Regions from separate parts of the Mus musculus genome. Here regions 2, 3 and 4 are each linked to region 1. Evidence: chromatin contacts called from public Micro-C and promoter capture Hi-C data. All regions are on one chromosome and are shown on one strand. The core of a region is the stretch at or near the end of the contact, and the rest is flanking DNA. Distances in the headings are between cores, read along the strand shown.

The links. Promoter capture Hi-C pulls out the DNA fragments that hold promoters and counts their contacts. A called contact is a pair of places that touch in the nucleus more often than the background predicts.
Region 2: a contact with region 1 is called in a Micro-C map of embryonic stem cells, with 2.0 times the contacts expected there. The contact joins the promoter of Igsf3 here to the promoter of Atp1a1 in region 1. A contact is called at or near these places in 3 of 39 promoter capture datasets (hippocampal neurons and liver), 9 of 484 Hi-C or Micro-C datasets (CD4 T cells, the HL-1 cell line, Sertoli cells and 5 more) and 2 of 115 datasets of contacts at active chromatin or transcription factors (memory CD8 T cells and pancreatic cancer cells).
Region 3: a promoter capture Hi-C map of liver shows a contact between it and region 1, with 2.9 times the contacts expected there. The contact joins the promoter of Mab21l3 here to the promoter of Atp1a1 in region 1. A contact is called at or near these places in 19 of 39 promoter capture datasets (the 3T3-L1 cell line, 3T3-L1-derived adipocytes, the HPC-7 cell line and 11 more), 2 of 484 Hi-C or Micro-C datasets (both in embryonic stem cells), 8 of 115 datasets of contacts at active chromatin or transcription factors (bone marrow-derived macrophages, embryonic basal ganglia, embryonic forebrain and 4 more) and 2 of 9 other capture datasets (adipose tissue and pancreatic islet).
Region 4: a contact with region 1 is called in a Micro-C map of embryonic stem cells, with 2.3 times the contacts expected there. The contact joins the enhancer-like site here to the promoter of Atp1a1 in region 1. A contact is called at or near these places in 1 of 484 Hi-C or Micro-C datasets (embryonic stem cells), 1 of 115 datasets of contacts at active chromatin or transcription factors (pancreatic cancer cells) and 1 of 9 other capture datasets (adipose tissue).

The regions. Positions count from the first base shown.
Region 1 is chr3:101,601,860-101,608,777 of GRCm38.p6, forward strand. Atp1a1 (ATPase, Na+/K+ transporting, alpha 1 polypeptide) reads right to left here and starts at 2,848. Exons shown (of 23, transcript NM_144900.2): 1 at 2,544-2,848. The coding sequence starts at 2,555.
Region 2 is chr3:101,375,288-101,382,369 of GRCm38.p6, forward strand. It overlaps Igsf3 (immunoglobulin superfamily, member 3), which reads left to right and starts at 1,838. Exons shown (of 11, transcript NM_207205.2): 1 at 1,838-1,915; 2 at 2,519-3,205. The coding sequence starts at 3,163.
Region 3 is chr3:101,832,151-101,838,887 of GRCm38.p6, forward strand. Mab21l3 (mab-21-like 3) reads right to left here and starts at 4,073. Exons shown (of 7, transcript NM_172295.4): 1 at 3,771-4,073; 2 at 2,844-3,114. The coding sequence starts at 3,092. It overlaps Gm33381 (a long non-coding RNA gene), which reads left to right. Exons shown (of 3, transcript XR_003954538.1): 3 at 2,653-3,269.
Region 4 is chr3:101,404,086-101,410,529 of GRCm38.p6, forward strand. The region is part of intron 2 of Igsf3 (immunoglobulin superfamily, member 3); the gene reads left to right. Among named protein-coding and RNA genes, the nearest start is that of Igsf3, 30 kb to the left of the region's middle. Within about 2 kb of position 5,081, at least 49 of the 459 cell types and tissues checked have an H3K27ac peak or open chromatin away from gene starts, as enhancers often do. A contact at or near this core is called in embryonic stem cells, where this site is marked.

The sequences.
Region 1 (6,918 bases), core at 1,598-4,097:
TGGACTTCCAGGACCAGCCCCAGTGTCAGCGCCCCTTACTTGTTCCTGTCCAGGCTGGGCCACTTTCCATTGGGAAGACTCTGCCTCACAGGGTTTTGAGTCTAAAGTACTAGCTTTATAGCAGCCAGTGGGTATTTAGTCACACTTTCGAGTTTAGCTCCAAAAGGGCAGCTGATAATGTTACCCTACAACCAAGATTCCTGCTGACATGTGTACCTTGTGTCACCTCTTTCCCTGCCTGGTCTTTAAATCACTACCCATAAGATAGGATTTCTTTTCTCAGCATCTAAGTTAATAGTAAACCAAACCCAGGACTGAAATGAAAGGCTAGAGAGACGCTCCCTTCTCCCACCTTTTATAAACGTTTAACAAACAAGCCAAGGCTCCTACATTTCTAACAATTATGATGTGCACCTTGGGTGAGCTAAACAGTTGTGGGTGGTAGGCCTTATGAGGCTATAAGCCGAGTCACTGGCAGAAAACACTGAATAAGAAAAAAGGAACAAAATCCTATTTTATCCAGGAATGATTCAGCAAGCTGGACTTTCATTTTTCTTACCAAATGTTCAAGACCCCAGTTTTGATAGCTAGGAAGAATCATTTGGAGATATCACCCACATCTAGACCCTAGATGACACTTGAGAAAAGGGGTGGGGGGTGGGGGAAAGATCACAATGACCTTAAAAATTAGCTGCCTTTAAGCTTCTTGGTTAACCAATTATCAAGAGGGTTTTAGTCATCGCTCCACCCACATTTTAATCCTCATGTGGAAAAATCCCAACATTTCAGTATGAAATATTCCTCTGACCAGTTTGCCATTGTAAGCCACAGAGAAAGACATGCACTCATACATGAATGCACACAGGCAACCTAATATCCAATGTATAGAATAGAGTACTCCAAATACTAAGTTCACTAGACACCTGTTAGGGTACATTAAACACTTCGGTTGAACTTAACTAAATTCTCAGTTGAACTGTTATTGTAGCACTTGAGTGCCTCTGTCCTAGGCCTAAAGGCATAACTCTGACTTAAACGTCCTCCTGGATTATTTATTATTATAAACACCCCAATTTCTTCTGGAGGATAACTTCAGAGTTCTGCACACAAAATGATGCTTCAGAGGCAGATGTTATGTGTAAGCTGAGAGCAACAGGTTGTTCAGCACCTGTTGCCACTAAACAACCGTTTGACCTTGAACAAGTCACTTCACCTTCCTAGGCTTTGAACTTCCTAAAAGCCGCTCAAGGTCTCCAAATGACAAAGATACTTTTCGAAGGGATAGGAGATAAAAGATGGGGCTTTAAGGAATAAATGGTTTATAGGAACGGCTTGGATGGCATGTAGGATGGTGTGACACATAGATCCGGTTTCCATCGTGGAAAGTGGAGGCCAGGAGGGAATCAGTTCTTTGCTAGGATGCTGCATACGCCGACCAGCCCACACTGGGCACTATCGGGGTCTCTATTCTCTCTTCCTGGCCCACGTCTTATAATCATCTCTTTCAAGTCTCCAAAGAATGTGCTTCCCTCTGGCTCCATCCAGTATATACCCGGGTGCCTTAGGACCTGCAGTGTCTACAGCTTGTCTGCTTGGTCAGCCCTGAAAAGGGTGGAATGGACTCTCCCACCTGTATTCTCATGACTGGTGCTTTTTCAAGCTAGGAACTGATATTTTCAGGGTTATTTTTTTAAGTTTTTAATCTGCTACTTTGAGGTCAAGAACTAACTCTTCCGAGGTGGACAGCAGTAACCGAGGTGGGAACTCAGTGTTGTTCGTGCCCGATTCCCTCATTCTCTTCGGGAACCGCTCTCGGGTGAGACAGCAGTGCAGGAAACCCGCATGGCTTTTCTAACACCATCAACTGCCCAGTCTCCAGTCCTTTGTTAGATTGACAGTACCCTGCGGCCCTGAAGGGTCAGCCTGGCCCCATTTAAGAATTGTGCTCCGACATAAAACAACACACCCCTCCCCGTCGTTAAGACGATAACACCAGTTACCAAAGGCACATCCTGTTATGGACAGTGGCCCATTTTAAAGCTCTCAAAAGTATACCTTAAAGGCTATCTTTGGGCTGTGAAGTCACACCCTTTCTGGCACCAGCTTCGCTGGGCTGGTTCGGCCTAAGGGGAAGCCAGTTTTTTTCCTTTGGGGGAGGGCGGTCGCCTCTGCGGGGAGCTGGCCGAGCCCCAGCGCCTCCAGGAGAAGGGAGTCTCGACCCGGAGGCTGCCCTCGCCGGCGCCGGGCCGCGGCGAGGACCGCCACCGCGAGGGGGCCCTGTCGGAGCTCCCCGGGGGAAGGGGAGGAGCGCTCCTTCCCCTGGGCACGGTGGGAGGAGGGAGAAAGGAAGCGCAAGGCGCGCGGTGAAGGCGACCAGAGGGCTCAGGCAGGGCAGGCGCCCGGCTCAGAGATGCCGCCCCGGGTGCTCCTCCTCCCGGGCCGCTGCCCGCGCTCAGCACCCGCCCCTCCATTGCCGAGAGCCCGGTCTCTAAGCCGCTTCCTCCCGCGCCCCCGCCCGGGGCCCGGGCTCGCCAGACACTCACCCCCTTCCCCATGGTGGCGGCGCTGCGGGCCCCGCGCCGGGTCCTGTTGCTGGAGACTAGAAAGAGAAGAGAGCAGCTCCCGGCCGGGAGAGCGGAGCCGGGGGAGCCGAGAGGCGGGAACTAGGGCTGCCGCGGGAGGAAAGAGGGAGGACGGCCGGCGCCCCGGACCGAGGCCGCCGCTGCTGCCGCCGCTGCTGCCGCCGCTGCCACGTGTCCGCCTCCTCCCGCCGAGGCTCCGCGCCCCAGACCCAGCCGCAGCTCGAGCCCGTGCCTCCTCCTCACTTCCTAAAATATGCAACCTGCGTGATGGCTCCGCCCACGCGTGCACGTCACCGTTACCGGAGCAACCTGACACCGGCTCCAGCTAGCTCCGCCTCCGCCTCTAACCCCTCCCAGCCGGGCCCAGACCGCGCTAGCGACTGCCTGCCCTGGGCTCCCGGCAGGAGGGCGCCGGTGCCCAGGACGCGGGTGTCTGGGTCTCTCAAGGGCTACGGAGCGCTCCCGCCTGCAGAACACTGGGGACTTGAGTGAGCAGCCTGCGGAGTAGGGTGCGGAAGGTCCACAGTGGGTGCGGCGCAGTCGGGGCTAGTCTACTTGCTCAGCGTAGCTTTTCTGGGGTCTCGAGGGGCCGGGGTTGGACAGCAGCTGCACGACTCCGAGGGATTCCTCTCTGCAGAATCCAGGCCGGCATCCTTCGGCGGCGGCGGATGGTGCTTTCCCTTTGATTCCTTCGTCCTGGGGTCCTCTCACTCCACCACTAGAGAAATGCTTCAGGACATATACACACGCGCGCGTGCGCGCATCACTTACATTTCCCTTCCCTTATGACCCCCAAATGACTATATAAAAAAAAAAAGTCAGTAAGAAATTCATTCACAGCACTGTATGAATGAAATCTTGCAAAAGAGGAGGGGGGATTAAACTGTTTGTTGGAGAGTTTCTCCTTTTTATGGCAGAGAAACCTAAAACCCAAAAGAACACCCATCTTTAGTAAAAGAGGTGGCTCAAGCATTTTGAAGAACAGCATCCACAGCATCCGTGGTTACCTTGAGGGTCTCATCAGACTCACTTCCAGCCAGTCGCATCCCACTCTTGGCCTGGCAGAGTTGCAGGGCGGGGCTTCTAGTTTCAGTGGCTAAGCAGGCGCTGTGATGGCTGAAACTTAACATCAGAAACAACAAAGTATTTGTTGTTGTTCTTACCAATCTCAGGAAAGCAAGCAGTCTGGGAAAGCTTAGGATTCAGAAGAGAAACTCGATTTCCATCTCTGAAAATACCTAGAAGTAAGGAAAACACTAACTTCTTAGATATAGACCTATCAACTTCAAGTGTCAATGCTTTGTAGGATGTAGAGCTTGCAAAAAATAGGTGGGGGTGGGCAGAGGGTAAGGGAAGGAGAAACACCCAAACATCTAGGCACTGTGTTATCAGTTCCTCCATAGAGCAATTCTCAGTACTTCTTAGAAACAACGGTTGCTTATACAACTGTTGCTTATAGCAGAAGGCAGCCTTTATCTCTTCCAGTGATCTACAGAACTTGATTAAATCAGTTTGGGGCTTAGAGAGAAGAGGAAACTATAAGCAAAATTTAAAATCACGATTCTGGGGAAAGACCCTTCAAATCCAGAGTACCAGTACCAGCCCTGTTAGTTCAACTGGAGGTCACAGAGTGTTAGCTAGACTTAAGAAAGTGCATTCCTGTGCATGGCAGATCACTGCCACTGTGCAGCAGGCTTTGCTTGCTGAAGACCTTACTTTAAGATGAATTGCCTATAGGCTCTGATCTAAATGGGAAAACACAACAACTAAAATACAGAAAGCACATGCTTGGGCTGTGGTCCTCCTTACTCATCCACTCACTCATCAAGATAAGTCTGATAGGTCAAGACGCTGCTTTATCTCCACAGCTGCTTCCTTGCAGCTTGGGGTGCTGACAGCCTCTCAGGAGACCCTGGGTTTCTAGTTGTGTTCAAGGATGGAGAAAGGGCAAAATAAGTATGGACGTCTAATTAAACCCTGTATTTTGCTCTTGACTTCATACAATAGTTTTTAACCTGTCCTGGAGTTCTTACATGGCTCCAAATGGAGCAGCAAAACTGTCCCCCATTTTGTGTGTGTGTGTTGTGTGGGTTGCTTTGAATTTGGAAACTTAAACTATCTTTGAACTTCATACTTTGGTGTCTGAACATAGAACCAACTCCCCATGGAAAAAGAGATGGAAAGACTCTGCCTTGTTGAAGTGGAGAGTTGTGGATATGGGTAGAGAACCAAGTAAAGGTGATGGTGGTGCATGCCTTTAATCCCAGCACTCAGAAGGTAGAAGCAGGCAGATCTCTGAGTTCGAGGCCAGCCTGGTCTATAGAGCAAGTTCCAGGACAGCCAGGGATACATAGTGAAATCCTGTCTTAAAAACCATCAACAAAAACAAAAGAAAAACAAAACAAAACAAACGAAACACCAGAACCAAGTAAAATCAAGGCACGGTTAAGATAGAAGTGTGGAGGTCTTAGGTATACGAGGTACACCTTCCGAGGAAGGTGACTGAAGGTCTCTTCTTGAAAGGGATTTCCCCCGCTATTCTCAGAAGAGATTTCTGAATGAAATCTTAGAAGTCAAAGATACACATGCTCCTCTTTTGATGATGATGAAACCGAGATTCAGGGAGTAATGAACACTACACCTCCCTCCTTAATCTAGCAACGCTTTCAAACTGCTAGCTTGGAGCATAGTTAAATGGATGGGCTCAGACTAGGCATTTGCAGAGCTCAGGGCTGCCAGGTGTGGCTGTCTCCAGGAGGAGGCTCTGATCCCAGCTAAGAAGGATTGACCCAATCACTGTGAACAGAGTCAGCAGATGTCTGAAAAATATGATGCAAGGCAGGGTTCTGAGCCAAGAACATTAGCACTTAGAGTGAGCACTTGCAGAGTTGAATAAACACAACGTTGCAATTAAGGACTTTAGGAGATGGCTTGGAGCCCACAGCTAATTAGCATTTTCTATAGGAAGCAAATATTTGGGCCATCAATGAGCTAAGAATTTGGGATGATGAGATTTTCCTTGGCCCTGCTTGCCCTAGAGTTAGCATGTAAACATGCATTAAGTATCCTTTATATTTTACCCATGCCCAGGCTCCCCAAGAAAGCCCCTCTCCTTCCTTGAAACCAACTGTGTTAATCACCTGTAAAGTTCTTCCTAGCTCATTTCTACCCCTCCAAGGAAAATCCATTTATTTTTCTCCTGTTTGACAGCAGATAAATTGTTGCCTGCTTGATTTTTCATTTTAAAAATCACACTTTTTTTTTTTTTTTTTTAGGTGCAGGGCATGCCACAACATACACAACGACAACTTGCAGAAGTTGGTTCTCTTTCCAAGGTTTGAACTTAGGTTGTCAAGTTTGGCAGCAAGCCCCTGTACCCACTGAGCTATTTTACCACCCCACTACTGGCTACTTTAAAAGTGCAGTCCATGCACATAGCTAGCTAGCCATTCCATTTAGAGAGAAATAACTCCAGTTCCTGTAAGCTCTCCTCCCAAATTCCATTTCCTACTAAGCTCCTAATTCCTTTTGAAAGCTCCTTGGTGTATCTTTTGAAAGTTCTTTGTTATATCTTCAAGTACCAATGGCTATAGAAGACTTCAAGTTGTACATCTGGGAATGTTGAAGGTTCAGCATAAAATTGGTGACTGTCATAGATTATTGCCAACCACAACAGAGTCTAAGTTTTAGGTCCTTTACTAGCCATCCTTTTAATGAAACTGTCACTTAAATAATTTACTCTCATTAAGAGCAGCATTTAAAAATAAAGTGGTAATAAAGGTATTTTAACTGTTTCTTCTGTGCTCTACTCTGGTTCCTGAATTTACAAATCAGAATTCTGTTTTCTAGTGTAGTGAGAATTTTGGTTTCTTTAAAAACACAGAAACATTAGAAGAATATTTTCCATTTTAATCCCAGGTGTGAGGTATGGGGCTGCTTCAGACTGTCTACAACAGCTGACTATGATTTGCCTTGTGCAGGGATGTGATTTTGCCACTGGCATATAGTTTCTGTGATTGTGCGTTGCTTGGAATTGTGGGTACTTTTCAGAGGGTATATAAATGCTAGGGCTCCAGAGGTGATGGGTTGTTGGTTGGTTATTGGTCCAGGTTTATTAAGTCTTGTGCAAAGAAGAAGAAGGAGAAGAAGAAAGAAGAAGATACTAGGTATCTTGATAGCAGTAAAGATCAAACTCTACCCTCCCCAACCACAAGGAACTAGATGCCCCTAATCAGCAGGGAGTAGTCTAATGATAATGTCTCCTCCTTTTCTTTGTATCCTTTTCTCTCTTCTACCTAGTGTTAGGGCACTGGAAGGATGAAAAAAGGGTGGGGAA
Region 2 (7,082 bases), core at 588-3,087, 230 kb before region 1:
ATTACGGGGCAGACTGCCTTCAAGAAATTTACAGCCATGGGGGAGGGGAAAGGACAGATAAAGACTTCACAGTTATCTGGGCCTCCACTGTGGCAAGATCTTCATTGTCTTGTACAATAGAGGTATTGAATTGGGGGGGGGGGGATGAGTGAGTTATCAGTATATTCATTTTGTGTATGGATATGTGTCCATCTAAATGCCCAAGTGTGGAAAACCCAGAGGACAACAACCTCAGGCATGGTCCCTCAAGTATCAGACACATTTTTCTTCTGTTTTGTTTTTAACATGGATTCTGAGAACCAAACTCAGGCCCTCACGATTCCATGGCAGGCGCTTTAGCAAACAAGCCATCTTCCCAGCCCATCAACGCATTCTTTCAGTACAGTGGTCTGCTGTCACTCCGTCCAATAGGATGAAAACACTTTGTAAGCCCCTCTCTGAGCTCTGAAATCCACTGGTGGCGTCTTTGGACATGGCTGTCAGTCAGATAAAGGGCTTGGACCCCTCAAACTCCAACCTTCATCCTTCCGTCTCTGAATCCTGATCTCAGACACTGAGCCTCTCTCACACCCACCTAGACATTCCATGGAGCCCACCCCCTGATTGCCAGGGCCTCTCTGTTCCCATAGCTGCCTGTGTGGTTACTTCTATTTCCTGGATTTTTCAGCCATGATCCACCACAACATCTTTAATATTCCGGGAAAACTCTCCCACCCACCCTCCAATCCTAGGTCAAGTGCTTTTTCTAAAATGGAGCTCTGATTGCTACAGGTCCTTACTCAAACCATTCAGGGGCTTTCTCCTGGGCGTAAGCTTAAAGCCCAGCCCTCCCCCCCCCTTCCGATTTTTTGTTATAACTCTTCCTGTCAGTCTTTCCTCCAGTCTAGTTAGGGTCCCACAGGGCTTTTTCTCATAGGTACTGAATCTTTCTTCTCTGGGCATATAAAGTTATGTTTCCAGGGCCTATCATTGTCCTCTGTACCCCTCCTCCCTTGTTCCGTGGTTTTATACTCCGTTTTCTCTAGGACAAGGCTTCCTGGGCCTTACCCAGCCCAGCACTTCACCCCAGGAACACAGTGTTGGAATGGGTTCATTCCACACCATTTATGTATGGCCTACTGTTAGTGTTCCCAAGTAGATCACAAGTCTGCAAGGGCAGTACGATCCAACCTGCTCCTGTAACGAGTCGTTTTTAGCTCCTTGTGTTTGATAATATTGAGTAAGTATGGTGCCACTTGCATGGATAGCACTGTTAAGAAACTAATGACAGTTCATTTGTAACTGAGTGCTTTTGACATATGAGGCATTCCGCTAAGTGCTTTACAAGAATGACGTGGACACCTCACACAACCCTATTAAGCAGAGCTTATTTACTCTTTGTGACAGATGAGCAGACTGAGGCACAGAGAGGTTAAGCAACACAGAAGCTAAGGCTATGAACCTAGGCTGTCTCTGGGGTCCAGATTATGCTAGAGTGAAGCACAATGTGGAGGTTTGTTATAGAAATAGACTCAAGTCTCCAGCGAAGCGTTTTGCTATTGTTTACCGGGCGAAAGACGCGTCCCCGGGAGCCTGGGCTTTGGGAGGGGCCCTTGGGGCGCGAACCCCAGGTTAACTTTCCATCAGCTCATCCCAGGTGGTCCGCAGCTGCGTGCGGGTGCAGCCAGAGAGCGCCGGGGCGGTGGGCGGGGCGTTCCGGGGGCGTGTCCCCGTGAGGCCACCGCCTTCGCCCTTGCTCGCCTCGCGGGGAGCTGCGGGCCAGGCCGGAGCTGGAGGGCGGGGCCTGGGGCGGGGCGGGAGCAGGACGGCCTGAGCCGCTGCGGGAGGCGAGGAGGAAGCCGTGCGTCTTGGGAGGCGTGCGGGACACAGGACCGGCGAGCGTTCGGTTGCTGGGAGCTGCGGGGCCCCGGGCGAGGTGAGCGCGGGCGGGCGGGCGCGGATCCGGGTTGGGGGCGCGGGGACTGTGGCGTGGCGATCGGCGTCCCGCCCCGGGCCCAAGCCCCTTTCTCCGTCGGAGCCGGATCGCGCCGGGCGGGCTCAGCTTGCCGCAAGCGGAGCCCCGAGCCCCTTTTCGGACCCTTTTCTTTGCCAGTGTCTCAGACTCAACCGCCGGGGAGGTAAAACAATAGCGGGCCACCTGGGACGCGGCGCGCCCCGGCTCCCACGGTCGGCGCCCCGAGTCGCGGCCCCGCGCCAGCCCCGTGGCGACCCGCGCTGCCGAGGGTGGGGCTGCCTGCCGCGCCCCGCTCCGTAAACCGTGACGGGAAAAGCCCGCGAGTGAGAGAGGCATTTGGTGAAAGTGTTTTGAGAACAATCATAATTGCCCTGCTCTGGGCGGGGAAACTGAGGCGTGGGGAACGGAAGGTAAGATTTGTACAAGGTCAGGATGCACACATGGGCTGCCCTCGCCCAGGGAAGGGACCCAGGTGGCTCGGCTGGCCAGTCGGGTGCTTTGGCCTCTCTCGGTTTTGCGGCGGTTGTGTTGGCCTTAGATAAATGTCTGTTGTGTTTGTTTTAGGAATCTGCGGGCTTTTGTGGGACCACTCTCGAGCTATCAAATGCCAGCTTACTTCGTGTGCCCTGGGAGGTTCTGGGGCAGGTGACGGTACCGTGACCTCTCACTATGGATGGAGATGGACTTTTTGATGAAGAAATCCGAAGTGTCTTTACCAATCCGGGTGTTTTGGCTGTCTTGGGTTTTGACAAAACCTGCCTGGTTCCCTTTGGGGGATCCGAATGAGCGATCTCAGACACCTTCACTGCGAAGCCAAGGACATTTCTGTATAATCAGCGCATGAAAGGATTTTCTCAGACTCTTTCCTCCCGTTTTCCTCGAGGATTAATCCACCAGAATCCATAGTTCCGGTGGAGTCTGCAAGGCATATACAATGTGGCAGAAACCTTGAGCGCCTTCGGAATTGCTCTGGCCCCTGCCTTAGGCATAGAGGACTCTATTGCACACGCCACGCCACTCCCCTCCCCTGCCCCCAACTCCCTCCTTCTGACTACTCTGTCTTTGACTGGCTCTCATTTTCCCTGTGAAGTTCTGTTTCCAAACTGTTCCCTGGAGCTATAAGTGGATTGGCAGTAATGAGAGATTAGGCGGTGGGAAAAGCACGGTGCCCTGTGCAGTGTCCTTTTCCTGCTGCCGCTGCCGCCGACATGAAGTGCTTTTTCCCAGTGTTGAGCTGTCTGGCTGTGCTGGGTAAGTGACTGCTTATCAGTTCTATAGCTGTGAAAGTTTAACCCGATCTCATTGCTAATTCCTTGTGGTTCTCTCCCATCAACACAGCATTTTGGGAGGCAGAGGGGGTTAGCCAGAGTGTGACAGAGTGGATTAAAGTACCAAGAGGGTCTGTTTGTTTCCGACCCATCAAGAACGGTGGCATACTGGTTGTCTTTAAGCTGTCCAGGGCCTTTGGGTTAAAGCCCCTCACTTGCAAGGCTGTGGCTTAGGGTTGCTGTGTGGATTGAGGGCTTCCAGTGTCTTTACTTTTGTGTGTGTCTGCATAGGTTCCAGGGAAGTTACAACATATTGGGAACTGTGCTTTCATGAATAATGGTGCTTTTTTTTTGTTGTTGTTTTTGGAGGGGAAAGGTGGGAGTGGGTGGGATGGGGGCTGAAGGGCTGCTTTGTTTTCCCTAAGAAGTCTGTAGGCTAAGTGTGTATTGAAGACACTGGTTCTGTGTCTCCTCACCAAGGAAGTCCAGCTCATAGTCCTTGTGGGAGGTGAAGCTGAAGGCAGGGTGCTGCCTGGCCAGGGGTTGTGTTAGGATCGGTTTTCATGCCCTCAGAGAAAGAAGGCTGAAGTCCCCAAGTAGGAGGGAGAAACCGTGGTCTCAGAAGTGAGCCCCCAGTCCTCTCTGCAGGCCGCCATCCCCTGGTCTCTTCCTGGTATGATGTTGAGCAATCTCCACTATGTATTTTCCAATGCTCTGGTTTCTCCTAAACTCCATAGCTGGCACCTGGTGCCTTCTCACCTCAGACCTCAAGAATGGACACACACCCCCCCTTCTCTGCATTCAGAGAAGTTCCTGCAGCTGGTCGCTCGCGTCTCCATTCTAGGTTTCTTGCACTTACAGGATTTATCCGTGGAGGTTGTCTCTGAATTATCTGCACCCTTATAAAAGTTAACAGGCATCCGGAATGAGGATGGACTTTAGTCTTGAATTCCCATCTCAGCTTCATCTTGATTCACATGTGAGTCCCAGTAAGACATCCCAAGTCTGCATTTAAGGGATGTAAACTATCCTAAAAAAGAAAAAAAAGAAAAAAAAAATCTTGATTGCTTCGCAACATGTTTGAAACTCCAACCAGTGCGCTCATTCGGAGGTGCTCACACTTAGGCACAGGTTGGTATCTTTAAGGCATCTTAAAAAAATCTTTGGCAACCACCTCAGAGCAGTGAATCCAAATTCCCTGGGTTGTGAGTTCATTAGTGGCAGCCCTTCCCTGCCCAGCACATATGCACAGGCACACGTGTGTGGCTGGCTGTGCAGTTAGTCGGTTTGTCCTGTTGTTAGGTGGCAGAATCTCCATGTCTCCTGTGTGCTCAGGTGAAGGAAGTTAGGAGCCAGGCTTCTCTTGGCCAGCCTCTTTATGAGACTATATTTATATGTGTTGTACAGTATTTGTCACAGTGTCTCAGCTTGAATCAGCAGTTGGTGATTCATGGAGATTGAAAAGGACACAAACTGGGAAAGCCCCACCCCCGCACCGCACTTCCCAGGCTTGGCTGTGTGATTGAGGGTGGGGCTCCGGGCAGAAGGAGCCACCAATGGGAAGACAGGGAACTATGACATTTGTGCCTTTTGTTTCTTTTCTTTCTTTCTTTTTTTCCCTTTTTGGCTGTTGAGGAAATGTGAGGCTGCCTGCTGGTCTCCCTGCTCTCCCCTCTCCAGGTCCCTCTGTGGAGGGGAGCTGGAACCCTGGCATACAGTGAATGCAGTCATTTTCCCTCTACCCCATCCCACCCACCCTAGAGAGGCCCTGGAGGAAGCTAAGTCTCCAGGTGACTGGAAAGGGTTCCTGGGGTAGAAGGCCAGATCTGTGTGACAGTGGAGAGATTTGGAACCCTGGACAGACACACTAATGCCTACCCCATTCTGAGCCCCTCTGAGGGACTCTCAAGCTCCCGGCCTATCATCTGAGAGCTGAGACTGCATGGTTTGGGAGGCCTGCCTTGTACTAGTAGTCTTAACCTGGAAGAAGCACAGCACGTTTAGGGAGAGAACAAAAACACACTCCTGTCTGGTAGCCGCCTGGCATGGTCTGATTCATGTAGTTAGCATTCCTGCTGTGTGATGTGAATTAATGCGTAGTGTGAGTTTGAAACAGTAATAAAGAATCCAAGGTTTTGAACCCATGTGGATCACATACCTGGAATAAAACTTTAAAAGTTGAGTCGGTCTAAGTGCTGTGGAAAGAAGGCAGGTAGAGGAAATGACCTTCCAGAGACTGCAAATCCGAGGTAGAAAATCTTGTGACCCTGGGAGGAGGGCCACTGGGTGAATCTGTGAGATGTATGTGACCGGCAGGCTTGTGCATTTCTGCTCCCTTCCTCTGCCAGTGTCTGGAGTTTGGTTCAATAAAACAGGCTTTTATTGCCTGTTTAGGACATTGATGATTCAAGTCTTTGTCCCTATTCTCCTGACTGCTGAGTCTCCTGTCCTTTGGAGTCCCAGGTGGCTCCTCCAAGCTTATCCATTGGCTGCTACAACCTCCTCATTTCCATTCCAAAGGCATCTTAGACCTGGGCTGGTGAACAGCAGAGTCTTCACTGGCTGGAATGGATGGAGCCAGAGGGGCAGGAGAGAGAGAGAGAGAGAAAGAGAGAGAGAGAGACAGAGACAGAGACAGAGATCATCTGAGTATGAGCTGGGGTGAATGGCACGTGTCTGTGCCTGGGTGAAGCCATGTGTGTAAATGTGACATGGAAAGATGGCAGCAGCATGAGAGAAGAAGGTAGGAGCTGTGTCCCTTTGAATAGGAAGAAACCACTCCGGAAAGATGCATGTAGGCTGTAAACGCAGAAAGCATGGTTCGATTTTGTGTACCATTGAAGACACGTACTCCCAGACCAGTGCAGATGTTGCAAACAAGACAATCTGCAGAGGAGAGCCTCCGATGGTTAGTAGGAGTTTGTGTTCTTCTCAGTGAACCCACACACTTGTTTATAGAGTTCGGGAAGCCTTGCGTTTGAACAGGATGGGATCAAGTTATCACTTCCAGTGATTAGGCAGAGAGCAGAGGGTGCTTCCACAAGAGATGGGAGGAAACTTTGATGTCTTGATAGGCATGGACTCAGAGGCAGGATCAAGGTGATCAAAGGCAGAGGAGAAGGAGGAAGCAGATGACAGAGGAGGGGGTTTACATCATTGGGAGTAGGTAGCTGGGATGGGCAGTGTGATTAATGGATGAACCAGCACTACTGGGCCTAACACTGTTGAAAACATGGGACGCTTTGCTTCTTAAGACTATCTGATGAAGGTGCTGGAGAAAGGAATTCTTGCCAGGACTGGCTCGGTTGCCTCTTGTGCTAGTCTGCTTTCCATCACTATAGCAAAACATCTGACAGAACTAACTCAGAACAGGCTCATTCGGGCTCTCGGTTGTTGCTTTTGGGCAGAGCGTCATGATGGTGGAACAGTTTTGGGGGAGGGGCAGGCAAAAACAGGCAACTCCTAGCTGAGGAATGAAAAGGAGGGGAAGGAGCTGGGCTGTACTCTACTTCTAAGGGCCTGTTCTCAGTGACCCCAAGACCTCCCACTAGGCCCTGTCTCTGAAAGGTGCCATCTTCTCCCAATATGACCACCCCGTGCTCCAAACCTTTGGATGTATAAGGGTCATTTAAGATCCAAACAATAGCATCTTTAGACTGTAAAAATGGTTGAGTCACCTCTCTATACCCAGGGCTGTGTTCTGCCCCCTTTGCTATAGTGTCCACTGCAGCAGAGCTGCAGTTATTACTATAGCAGTGGTAATATCTGCTCTCTGAACTCCAGCCCTTATTATGAACCAAGCCCATCATTCAGTCTCCAGAGCAACCCTAGGCAATAGGCACCTTACATTTCCATCCTTT
Region 3 (6,737 bases), core at 2,823-5,322, 230 kb after region 1:
AGGCTCAGGAGGTAACTTACACCAGAGTTAGTAAGTGACAGACAGATCATATTTGCTACCTAAAAGAAAGCATAGCTGAGTGCAACACCCGCCCCCATGGGATGGGGATGGGTGGGTAAATGGGTTTCATCTATTGAAACCTAACACATCCTCTAAGCCCTCATCTCCATCCCTTTCTCTGTAGACCACTTTTCTCCATCAAAGCCAACGTCCTTTCTTTCCCTCTCCAGAGTTCTCCACAGTAGCTTGGGGTCTGCCGCACACTGCAGTTAGCATCCTGACTGTACACAAAACATCCCCTTCCTCCTTGGAGTTAAGAATAGACTCTGCAGGTATGGCTGGCCATCCCTCAGGCATGCACAGAATTTCGTTCGCCTTTAGTGGAACACCTCTCAGGGTTTGAGCTCCCCCAAAACCACAAAGCAGGATTTGATATAAAGAGGATGTTCCGTGTGCATCTTCAAGATAGAGAATGTCAGCAGAGGGGATATGGTCTCTGGGTCCAGCCAGCTGTGCTGAAACCAGCACAGCCAACACACAGCCAGCACACAGCCATGGGACTTTAGCCAAGTCATTTCACCTCTATGAACCTCTTTCTTTCTCTATAGAAATGGAGGTTGGTGAATGTTATGGGCACCTCAGCCTGTTAGCACCTTTTGGGGGGTAGGTATATATATATATATATATATATCCAGGGGACTCTGTAGATATTTCAGACTACATCTTTTCAAGATACTCTGGGAGTATGGAAGGAAAGGAACGAATATGTCCAGGACACTGTTGGTCCCTTTGAAAAGGTAGAAGGAACCTCCAAGGTTGAAGTCAGAGGCTAAGGCAGGGCTAGGGAGAGTCAGTGCTTAACCAATGAGCACTATCAGCTCCACAGTTCCCAGGATGACAGAAGTGTTCTGTGCCCGTGTGTTAGAGAACCTTTTAGGCCAACTCTGAGCTGTGTGAGAAGAGATTAAAATGAGCCCAAAAGAAAAAGAACAAACACAAGGAAAAAGCTGGGCCCGAGGTCTGTTTAGGACAGAGCTCTTAGGGGGAGAAGAGGCTGACCCATCTTCAGGGACAAGAGATGAACAAGGACAGAGCTGTCAGACTGGTGGTAAGGGGCTGCAACCTGCTGAGAACTGGCTGTCACACGTGCTAACACTCAGTCCACAATTTCCAGGCCAGACACCGGGCCTGTGGTTGCCAGGTAGCGTGATTCTTTTTATCCCTACAGGGGACAGAAGCCTAGATTCTTATGTAGATATCTTGGTATTTTTGAAATGTCAATAGAGAAAACTTTAGAAAATGCTCTAGAGACCAAGCATACCATGAATCCAGGCTGGGTTCCACGTTGGGAATACCATTTACAATTTCTGCTGGTAGCAATGCCCAGGGAGAGTGGGTCAGAGGACTGGGCAGGTGAAATCACTTGAATGAATGCAATGCTAAGAAAATTGGAATGCTGCTGGTTTTCCAGAAAACATGCGACTCCAGGAAGATGCCCGTCAACACGGCCTCTGTGTAGAGGAGTGTCGGGGAAGCCACTTTGCTGGAGATTGGTTTTGGTGCAGGTCGATTTTCCTTATTTTCCCTTGATGTCTAAAAAATGCACTCATGTCTCACTGTGATAATAATCTTTGCTTTGTTTATGTATAAAGGCGTGAAAGCCAGAGACCAGTCCCCCACCTCTCAGTTTAAACCTCTTTGTTTAAACATTAACAACATGCCTTAGAAGCTTCATAGGTATGTGGAACAATGGAAGAGATTAAAGTAAATAATATTTAAGGTCCCTATAAAGTCTAACATCAAAAGAGCCTAAAACTGAAATTAGCCCTTCTCTTTCTCCATATTCCTATTTCCCCTCTTTCCCCCCTTTCCTTCCTTCCTTCCTCCCCTTCCTTCCTTCTTCCCCTTCCTTCCTTCCTTCTTTCTTTCCTTCCTTCCTTCTTTCTTTCCTTCCTTCCTTCTTTCTTTCCTTCCTTCCTTCCTTCCTGTCTGTCTTTCTCCTTTTTTCTTGAGTCAAGGTTCCACAATATAGTAGCCCAAGCTAATCAGGAATCCACTCAATAGACCAGGCTGGCCTTTGAACTAACAGAGAGTTGCCTGTCTCTGACTTCTGAGTGCTGGGACTAAAGGTAGGTTCCACCATGCCCAGCTTACAAATGAAGTAATACTTTTTGAAGATTTTGTTTTAATTTTACATGTATAAGTGTTTTGCCTACATGCATGTCTATGCACCACAAATGTGCCTGGTGCGCCTGGAGACAGAAGAGGAGATTAGATTCCCTAGAACTGGAATTACAGATGGTTGTGAGCCACCATGTAATGCTGAGAATCAAACTTGGGTCCTCTAGAAGAGCAGTTAATACTCTTAACTGCTGAGCCATCTCTCTAGCCCCCAAACAATATTTAAAAACTATCAGTTTTGTAGTTTTAAAACAAACAAACAAACATTGTCTTAAGTTCTTTTTGTTTGGTTGGTTTTGGGTTTTTTTGTAGGTTTTTGTTGTTGTTGTTGTGTTTTGGTTTTGTAGCTGTTTTTGAGGCAAGGATTCATGTAGACCAAAATACTCTCAGTTTCTGATCCCCATGTCTGTCACCGTGCCTGTGCCTGGCTACTCATATCCCAGTAATCCCACTCAGATTCTCATTTTACAGAAAGAAGTCTGAAGTCTGAGGCTCAGATAATTAACTGGCCATATGGACCTCCTCAGGGTGCTGAGGGTAGCCACCCTGAGTTCCTGAGAACGAGGCATCTATGGCCTCCAGAAGCAGGGGATTCCTTCTGATCAATGGCCATGGGATGGAGAGTTAGAGGGTGTGCCCAGGAGAGGCCAGCCCTGGCTCACCTTGCTCAGCAGGCAATGGTCTAAGTCTCCCTCTGGAAGAGACTTCATGGCTTCTTGGTCAACCCCCAGTATAGCAGCAACCTTCTGCTTTCTTTCCCGATGGAGGACAAATCTGGTGGGTAGCTTTCCCAGCAACGTTACTCTCTGGATAAAACTTCTCTGGAATTGTGAACGTGGACCAGAGACTTGACTTCTTCTTGCCTGCTCACTGCAGTTTTCCTTTCCAGCATGGAAGAATTCATCTGCCATCTTTCAGGGAACTGTAGAAAGACTAAAAAGGAGACGTGATGAAAACGAGTTGGAACTTATCCTGTTTTTTTTTTTTTTTTCTTTATCCTGTTGTCCTGGCACCAGGTGCACCTTGGTGCCCAGTACCTTACATCTCCCCGTCCTTACCTTGTTGACAGTAAATATCCCTTGGCCCTCCACTCCTGAAAATTCTGCAATTGATTTACTTCCTTACCATAAACAAATAAGAAATTGCAAACAAGCCGCCTGGTTTTTCATCATGCCCGGCACAAGGCTTGCCAATCAGATGAGGGCCAGGAGTGACATTTAGAAAAGCCTGAGCTCACAGGGACACTTGTGTATAGAGAGGCAAGCTTACATGCTCGCATAGTCACACACAGACACAGGCACACACACACACACCACATGCATTCACAGAGACACTTGTGTATATAGAGGTAAGCTCACACGCTCACACACTAATACAGACACATACATGAACTCACAGAGACACTTGTGTATACAGAGGCAAGCTTGCCCCCCCCCCTCTCTCTCTCTCTCACACACACACACACACACACACACACACACAGAGAGAGAGAGAGAGAGAGAGAGAGAGAGAGAGAGAGAGAGAGATACAAACAGGTAGATACACGCAGAGAAAAGTAGGGCAGAGAGTCCTGCCTCTCACCTGCTGACCTTAGAATGTGATTTCCCACTTGGACGTTGGCATTCAAAATATACTCAGTATAAACAGGCCCCTTAAGAGTCTAGGACACATCTAGTTTTACCAGTAAAACTCATCCTAGAAAACCGACAATAAGTTCCCAGTCTGACTGGTTGGGCCTAGTTTTACTCCAGGAGGGAAAATATCCCAGCAGCCTTATCTCCCTAAAGCTCGTGAGTATCACCGTCTTTGATCCGAAAGACTGACAGACAACAGAGCTGGCAGTCCAGTTCATGTCTGAGCAAGGCTTTCAAACAGGCAGCTCTCCAAGCCAGCCTCCTCAATGCTCAACCGCAGCCAATCCAGCCCTTCCACTCTCTCCCGCGGCCCCAAATTTGCATATCCTCCCAGACAGCTCCAAGGAGAGCCACATCAGACCCCACCCACCTCCCTCCTCCAGGCGCTGGGGCGGCCTTCTCCAGGCTTCATCTGCCAATCCCAGGTCTTATACCAGTCCTGAAAAACTGAGGATCCACAAAGGTCCCCAGAATCCCCCTCCACGCTGACTGCCTTGACTTTCCACCTGCTTTTCCGTGTCCTGGAAATCCCCTTCTCTTTACGGCACATGCTCTGAAATGGTAAGGGAATCTCTGTCCCTTGACTGCTGTTACTATAGTCATCATTCCGAATCTACCACATCAGCTTTTCACTAGTGAAACAAGAAGCTCTACCCCCTAATCTGCCTTTGGGAATTCTCTTTCCATGTTGCTTTCAACTCTGCTGAAGTCTCCCCACCCCCACACTCACTCCCTTCCCCACACACATACTTTTATTTTCACCCTAACTTCTGCTTTTGCTGGAATCACTACTGCATAGTCCCTGTCCTACGGCAGGGTCTTTCCCAATAACAATAAAGTTGCCCCGGGTTTCTGGAATTAAATGCCCACACCTTCACTATTCTTGCTCTAACACCGTCCCGTCTCAGTCACTCAGTACTACAGATTCAAGTGTTGTATCTGGAAACTTCTCTTGCTCCAAGATGGAAAGATACTTGCCAGGTATGGAGAGGGAATTCTGAATAATTGAACTATAGGAGGAACCCAGAGAAGGAAAGGCACTGTGAACTCAGGGCAGCTGCCTGTAGATGTATTCCCAGGAGAGCCACATCTGAAGATTGGTGTGTTGTGTGAACACAGCTTAGAGTAGCATGGCCTGGTTCCTAGTGCACTGGTAAGGTTCCACAGCACAGGGCTATGGCACAGATGAAGGCTCTGGCAGCTCCTATCAGACAGGCTGAGGAAAACAGGCTTTACCGGCAGACACAGATCTCTAGTTAATGGGACAACAGGTCAGCGAATGTCTGTTGGGTAAGGGTGTGCCTGAAGCACTGTGCCAGGCCACCAAGAGGGACCTAGTTAACTCAGGCTTTCCTCCGTCCTCAGGAAATAGAAATCCTCATTTTTTTTATAACATGCCAGTTTGAAAAATGGAAACCAGCTTTAGCCCAATTCAATCTGTAAGGACCAGGCAGGTGAGATGGCTCAGCAGAGATAAGCATCTGCCACCGAGCCGGAGGACCTGGGTTCGATTTCTCCCCACCTCCCAGGACCCATATGGTAGAAGGAAAGAGTGAACTGCCTCGTGTGTGCATCCACACATACATAGAAATAATAGATAGATAAATGTAATAGATTTGGAGGACCAATAACATGTTTAATGTCTGCTTTCCAAAGTATTCACAACATTTTATTTATAGTCTTGTGTGTGCACACAGAGGTCAGAGGACAAGCTTGGATGTCAGTCCTCAAGTACTTTCTTTTTTTTTTTTTTTTTTTTTTTTTAAAGATTTATTTATTTATTATATGTAAGTACACTGTAGCTGTCTTCAGATACTCCAGAAGAGGGAGTCAGATCTTGTTACGGATGGTTGTGAGCCACCATGTGGTTGCTGGGATTTGAACTCCGGACCTTCGGAAGAGCAGTCGGGTGCTCTTACCCACTGAGCCATCTCACCAGCCCCCTCAAGTACTTTCTACCTTTTCTGTGAGACAGAGTCATTCACTGTCTCAGGAACTTTGTCCCTTGCTTCCAGGCCTTCTGGGCCCTGCCTCCCATTGCTGGATCCCAGGCATTTGCCTCTGCACCCAGGTTTTCACATGGGCCCTGGGGATCTGAATTCATGCCTTCATGATTTTGAAACAAGAAGCTTATTAACTGAGCCAGTTCAAGGTTTTCAAAAACCTTAAGTCAAACCTAATATTCACTCTGAGGCATGAAGCACCCATCTTGAAAGTGATGTTTAATTGAGTGATGAGGCCAAACAGAAGAATTCAGGTAGAGGCTCAGAGAAGTCAGATTGAATCCGTCATTTTTGGAGAGGAATTTGAGCCAGAACAGCTGAGTTGAACAAGCCATCCAGACCCCAGGAAGCTTATTCAGCAGTAACTCTCAGAGGCCTAGATTAGATTGAAGAGAGGCTAGAAGCTTCCGGGACTCGGCCTAGGTTGACAGACAGAGGCAGCAAACCTCGGAGACGACAATCACATCAGGTGAATAAAGATTTCTTTTGCAACCTGCTTTATTCGCCGAAGGCAGAGGGCCTTCCTGTAATGTGTGGGGTCACTCTCCCATCTTTCTGTTGCACCGGATCACTTAATGAGTCATTTGTCACAGTTCCACCAAAAAGCTGTGTCTTTTCCTCTTGTGCTGAGGTCATTTGACATTTTGTCTGGGTTCAGAAGCAAAGGTTTCCAGACTCACACACTTGTGTGGGTGGGCAGAATCTAAAGTAAGAGTAGACCATGTGGAAAGAGAATAAGATGAGACCTAGGGATGATTTCAGGAGCATATACCCAGGACAGGAGGCATGGCTCAGTCAGTAAAGTACATGCTCAAGGATGGGGGTTTAAGTTTGAATCCCAGAACCTATGTAAAATGCCAAATATAGTGGTCCAAGCTAGTACTGAGGAGATGGAGAAAGGCGGATGCCTAAGGCTTGC
Region 4 (6,444 bases), core at 3,831-6,330, 200 kb before region 1:
AGAGGCTCAGGTGGCAGGATTATCTGCAGCTATATCATGAGTTTCTGGCCAGCCTGAGCTACACGAGATACTAATTAAGCCTCGAGTCTCTAGATAAGAACTTTGTACTTGATGTTTATCCCCCCCACATTGGACCTGCCTGGTGGTGATTGGTGGGCTGGATTGATGGAGCCAGTGCAGATATCTCCAAAATTCAGAAAGACCTTGAATACAGCAGAGAAAGAGGGTTTCAGAATTCTGCCTTGGTGTGTCGAGGGAGTCTACTCTTAACTGCATTTTCCTAGTAAGTTTGAAAGTGTCTAGAAAGTGTCTGTGTCTGTTGGCCTTCATGGTCTTAGGAATTAAATCCAGAGTCTCACCATGCTAGTTGAGCACTCTACACCAGGCCATATGCCCAGCCCTTATCTGTATGGTTCTAAAGCAAGAAGGGCAGCTGCTGTTCAGATTGGTAGACAGTTTGGGTCTACTGGACTCAGAATCCAGATACATACTGTGTGCGGTGGAGACTGATGGGATAGTGGGGGGGTGGGGTGTTACTTGGCAGGCATCGCCTGTGCAATGAAGTCCCCAAACAACGCCGTCTTGTGTCCCTGGGTCTGCTGGCTCCATCCTGGTCAGACCTGGAGAGAAACAGTACGCAGTTCTGACAACACACAGAGGGCCATCGACAGGCTGGAGCCTGTTTGTAAGAGGTGGGAAGCAGGGCTGGCCCGTAAGAGCAGACTGTGCCCATGATGTCCTGGAGTGTTGGTACCGGTGCCAGCAGCCTGTTGGTGGACGCACTCAGCTGCTACCCACTGAATAGCTTGTCCCGGATCCAAGACCTCAGAGCCCTGTTGGGGCTGGCTCAAAAGAGGACTTTCTTTTCTTTCCCTCTCTTCTGCTATTCCCCTCCCCCATCCTCTCTCCTCCCTCTTTCTTTCCTCTTTTCCCCCTCTCCCACCTTCTACTCCCTCCCTTCCTCTCCTCTTCCCTCCTACCCGTTCTTCCCCTCTTCTTTCCCTTTCTTTTCCCTCCTCCTTTCTTTCCCTGGCTGGAACCTGGCCTGGGTCTTGCATATGCTAACCAAGCTCTTTACCACTGAGCAATGTCCCCTGTCCCAAAGGAAGAGCCCCTCGTCTGGGCTGTTGTCAGTAGAGACCTTCCTTTCATGGAGAGATGCCTATATAGACAGGACAGTCAAGCTTGCGGCTGTGGGTTGGTTGGGGGGTGGGGGGATGGGGTGGAGGTGGGGAGGGTGGGGGTGGGGTTACTTTACAACTGTGCACCCTAGAAACCCATCCTTCTTCGCACTTAGGCTTTTTGGTCAGGGGACATAAAGGAGATTGAGGGAACTCTTTGGTCAGTGAGGGCAGCTGGCAAACTTACAAGCGTAATCCTACCCCCAAACAATGCTTTTTATAAAATTTCTAGATAAAATGCCCTAATTTGAAAGAGTATTAGCTAGGATTTGAGCTAGCGTGTGAATTGCGTGGTTCCATCTGCTCTGTACCATGGCCCAGTAGATCTGCAGCGCCATTTGTCACACTTTGTTTTAAAGCCTGGAAGATAAATAGTCCTGGATGCTGTCCAGACCCTCCCATGGAATCCTGCATTTGGATCATGGAAGGGGTGGGCGGTGAGAAATCAGGGCTGATCAGGGAAGGGTGCTGTGTTGCCAGCAACACGTACGTGCTGTCCCCTCGTGGGCTTGCTGGTGATTGCCGTGGTGCCTGGTGCCAAGGGGCAGGGCAGACCCCATCCTCTCTAAAGCAGGATGACTACTCGTTCGTTTGTTCATTCATTCATTCATTCAACCAACTGATTTTTTTTTTTTTTTGAGGTCTTATTATATGGGACATTACACCCTAGGGACCGGGGATCTAGTGCCAGTATTTCTAGCCTTTAGATCCAACATGCCACTATATATCACCCTTATTTTATTAGTGACTTAAGCGCCTTTCTTCACACATAGCACTTGAGCTCAGAAGTCTCTAGCCTTTGCTCTTGATTGTTTGAAGCCTTAATGGGAAAGAAGCGATCATGACATGTGGATAGCAGGGTAGACTTGCGACACAGAGAAAGGTAGAGCTAGCTGGGGGAGGGCTCCTTCCCAGGGACTGGGCTCTGGGGACTGGACAGGGTGTGGTTTGATAGGTTGCCTGCAGGGAGGACCTGAGACAAGGAGTGCTGTTGTTTGTACTGCTGGTGTACTGGGCTTGGGGCTGCAGAAGAAAGGCTGGTGATTCATCCCAAAAGCATTTCTATTGGGCACTGACCTCCTGGGGCACAGAGGGGACATGGGATGAGGTAAGATAAGGCTCTGTGTGTTGGTGGCCTTCTTCAACACAGTGAGTAGGTGTGGGGAGAAATTTCAGTGTAGTGTGGACTCACAGCCCTGGAGGACTTCCTAGGGGAGGAAGTGCAGGCCGTTTCCTAGCAGAGTAAACAGAAGGGCTTTAAATTGTTAACTACCCAAAGCATGGAGAACAGGCCTTGTCCCAGGTGAAGGACTTCAAGTGCTTTGAGTTCCCCATCCTGTTGTGGATGCAGGCCAAAGACTCCATGGGCAGGTATTCATTTAATTCTTGCAATGATGGGTCTATGGTTCAATGCGTCCAAAGGATGGGCATTATAGTGTTTGAAGAGGAGCATTCTTGATGTGTGAGCCGTTGCCTTAAGTCGTTTCTGGAACACTGTGGGTGGGAAATAAAAAAGTCTTTTTTTCTCTGTGTGTGTGGGGAGTTGGAAAGGGTGATGTTCTGGAAAGTGGCTGAGACAGCCCCAGGTGCAGGCGCCCGGGAGGTGGCCAGGCTGTGACAGAGGGAGAAGGATGGCCAGGGCTGGCTACCAGGTGTTAGGAATGAGTAGAGGTAGGGCCCATTCTTAAGTGAGGTCAGGGAGGGGAGAACTTAACTGACTCCCGGGGGGCTAGAAAGAGAGCAAGGGGAAGCCACAAGGAAGGACTGTCTGGGGTGCAGGCAGAGCAAGCTGAGGTAGAGAATTTATCTAGTGTCTAGAACTGTGTCTCTAGGTCTTGAGTCCAGTAAGACAGAATGAGTGATGGAGCATCCCCTGCTTAGAGGCAGAAGGAAGACCTTCTTAGTTACCTTTTGTTTTGTTTTGTTTTGTTTTCAACACAGGGTTTCTCTGCGTAGCCCTGGCTGTCCTGGAACTCACTCTGTAGACCAGGCTGACCTCAGAAATCCACCTGCCTCTGCCTCCCAAGTGCTGGGATTAAGGCGTGCGCCACCACTGCCTTAAGCCTTAGTGGCTTTCATGAGCTGGTTCTGGCTCAGGTTGCAGACAGATCTGGGGACCCTGGGAACAGGAGTCCGGGGCTGGCTCAGGCTTCTTCAGAGTATGGTGGACTTAGAGCCAGAATATGCATGGCAGCTCCGGGCTCCAGATGAGCATCCTAGAAATTGCCTGCAGAAATCGTATAGCTGTATATCTAGACTTGAAGTCCCAGCGTGTGACTTCTGCTAGGATCCTAGCTCGTCAGACTGCACGGGGCCCACCTCTCTGGCTGGCCAGGAATCAGTGTCTGTCACCAGTCAGCTGTGTGAGGAAGCGGGCTCGTTGAGAAGCATACCCTTGGCTTAGGTGGGGAAATGGCGTGACCAGGGGAGCTGCCTCATTGCATGGTAGAAGTAGAGGAACCTGCAAGGCATTGGCCAAGGCTTGGTGGTGCCAGGAGACAGGAAAGCAGCAGACGACCTGGGGCTGAGTGGGGGATGGAGGAAGTCAGGAGGCATCCTGGGCACGAGCCAGGGTAGACGTGGGTGTTTGATGTGGGCAAGTGAGGCGGGCTGGGTCAGCCAGTGCTCTTGTTTTCTAGGGTTTTCTCTGCTTGCTCTAGCTACCCCCTCAACCTCTAGTTTCTTTCTTCCCTTTTCTTTTCTTTTCTTTTCTTTTCTTTTCTTTTCTTTTCTTTTCTTTCTTTTTTGTTTTTTTTTTTTGTTACCCAAAGTTTTTCTTTTTTAAGCAGTATTTTATTAGAAAAGGTTTAAAATTATTTTTGCCCATTTTTACCCTCTCCCTGGTTTACTTTAGCTGGAATTTTTATTCATGTATTTTTGAGTAGGCAATGCATGCACGCTCGTGTTCTTACCTAAAAGGAGTGTAAGAAAGCTGGGTGGGGGAGACACAAGCCTTTTACCCCATCACGTGGGAGGCAGAGGCAGGTGGATCTCTCTGAGATTAAGGCCAGCCAGGTTCACAGTGTGTTCCAAGGAGCAGCATAGTGGGACCCTGCCTCAAAAAAACAAAAACAAAACAAAACCAAAAACCAAAAACCAAAAACAAAACCAAAATGTAATCAGGTCTGGATTAAGTCCGAACGCTCCCCACATCTGGGTTCTGTGTATGCCCTCCACCAGTGTTAACTCTTTCGTCAACTGCCCACAGCTGAGCTGAGCCCATCTTGAGCCTTTGGCTTCAGCCCCCCTAGCATGGAAGCCTTGCCAGGGCCATAGGCATCCCCTCCAGACCAGGCTACCCATCTTCAGAGAAGGCAGAGGCTGCAGGCTCAGGGATATCTCAGCTCTGGATTCTGCCCAGCCGTTCCCAAACCTGCAGTTCTAAGTGTTGCGGCTTCTAACTCCAGTCAGAGCCTTCCACGCTGTTCTTCATCTGGCTCTCTGTGGTTTCTCAGAGTTGTTTTGATCCCGAGACCATGAGTCTGCACGTCCCCCTCCCATCACGTAAGGGAGAGTCTTTTTTCTGGCAGAGAGGAGTGTGTAAGTTAGGAAACACAGGTGCTTTGAATTGCACAGTTCTTGGAATTAACAGTCTTGGAGCTCAGATGAGATTTTTAAGGATTATCTATGTTCCTTTTTTTTTTTTTTTTTTAAAAAAAAAATAGGTATACAGAGAATTCATCCCTAGAAAGTAACGTATAATGTCACATCTCCACCCCTGCAACACACAATGTCCTCACACTCAAAGGAACCCCGGTGGAATAGTATGTGGTAGATTGTGACATTCTGTGAGGCTCCTCCCCCAACCAATATCCTGGAAGAGGAGGGAAACGCTCGATTCAGCTATGAGAGGAATGCTTGCGCCTTGGGCATCCACAGTAGCTGGATTGTGGGACTGTGTGCCCTGCCTAGGCCCGGGGCTGACTTCTTAGCTGGCCTTCAAAGGACAGATCGCCATTGAACTCTGGGCAATACCCAAAAGTAGCTCGAGGAAGCCGAGAGCTGTGTTTCTGCAGTGCGCACCATCGATCCATAGCATTTGAAGCTATTTTTCTCTGCAAGCGTCCACAAAATTCATTACTTTACAATGAGCCTGGCAGGGACTGCGGCAGCAGGGAAACTCTACACGGGTCCCAGGCGCTCTCTCTCTCTCTCTCCTGGAATTTCGCCTTGGCAGGTAAATCAAATACCCAGTAAACACACTTGTGAACTTCTCCAAAGCCGCTTCTGTCCGTGGCCTTGGCTGTCCCTCGCGGGTGGCCTTTCATTTTCCTGGGCTTGGCCTGCTTCCCCCATGCACTGGGGTTGAGCCCTGTGGCTGTACAGGTATGGCCAGCTAATCCTGCCAGACAAGGTCAGAAACAATTAATGGGCATAATCTCTCTTTTTTTTTTTTTTTTTTTTTTTACCTGCTAGAGCCAGACTTTCTTTGGTGTCTCTCCTAAGTCTGGAGAAAGGACTGAGAGGAGAATTGAACTTACCCTTCGGATGCACATACCCATTCACTGCTCTGTGCTGCCCCCCACCCCGCCCCCGGGCTGCTCGTTATGAACGCTGAAGCCTTAGGTGGCGGTTATGTTGGAGATGCTGCTTAAATGCTATCTCTCGCGCACTGCCCGATAGCAGTCTGCCTTGTTGCCGCCTCGGGGTGCTGGCCCCCTCCTCAGATCCCTATCTTACCTTGCTGTACACAAAAGAGCTCCTCTCTGGGGGTTCTGAGTTTTGGTTCTCAAAAAAAAAAAAAAGAAAAAAAGAAAAAAAAAGCATTTCAGACGTGCAGCCCCGTCAGAGTGTCAGTCTTTACAGCTGTCAGTCATTCGTGGGATTGTTTTCTCTCCCTCGCCCCGTTTGGCATGGTGTGTATATGCTGCTGGAGATGGAATCCAGTCCTCTCCCCTAGAGTAAGCGCATGGCCTGCCACTGAGGCCACCCCCTCCCTCCTGCCAGGGTTATTTTCCAATATGAATGCCTCCTCTCTGTGAGCACTTTCTTGGTTGAATGTGTAAATTTGGAGTGCACTGCTTTCCAGGAACAGGCCCTGCCTTGGTGACTGACTCTTCCTCTGTCTTGACCTTTGTGGCCAGCCAAGCTCTGTGGGAGCTTCAGGGTATGCAGCTGGTAGGGACCGTGAGGGGATGGATGGCAGGTATTTTAAAGTGGCCTTGAATTGGCTGTCTTCTGGCATCCTCCTGCAGTCGATGGGCAGGTTATTGTGGCCTGTGAAGGCACCTGCTGTCAGAGTGCTTGCCCTCCTGTCAGCTCT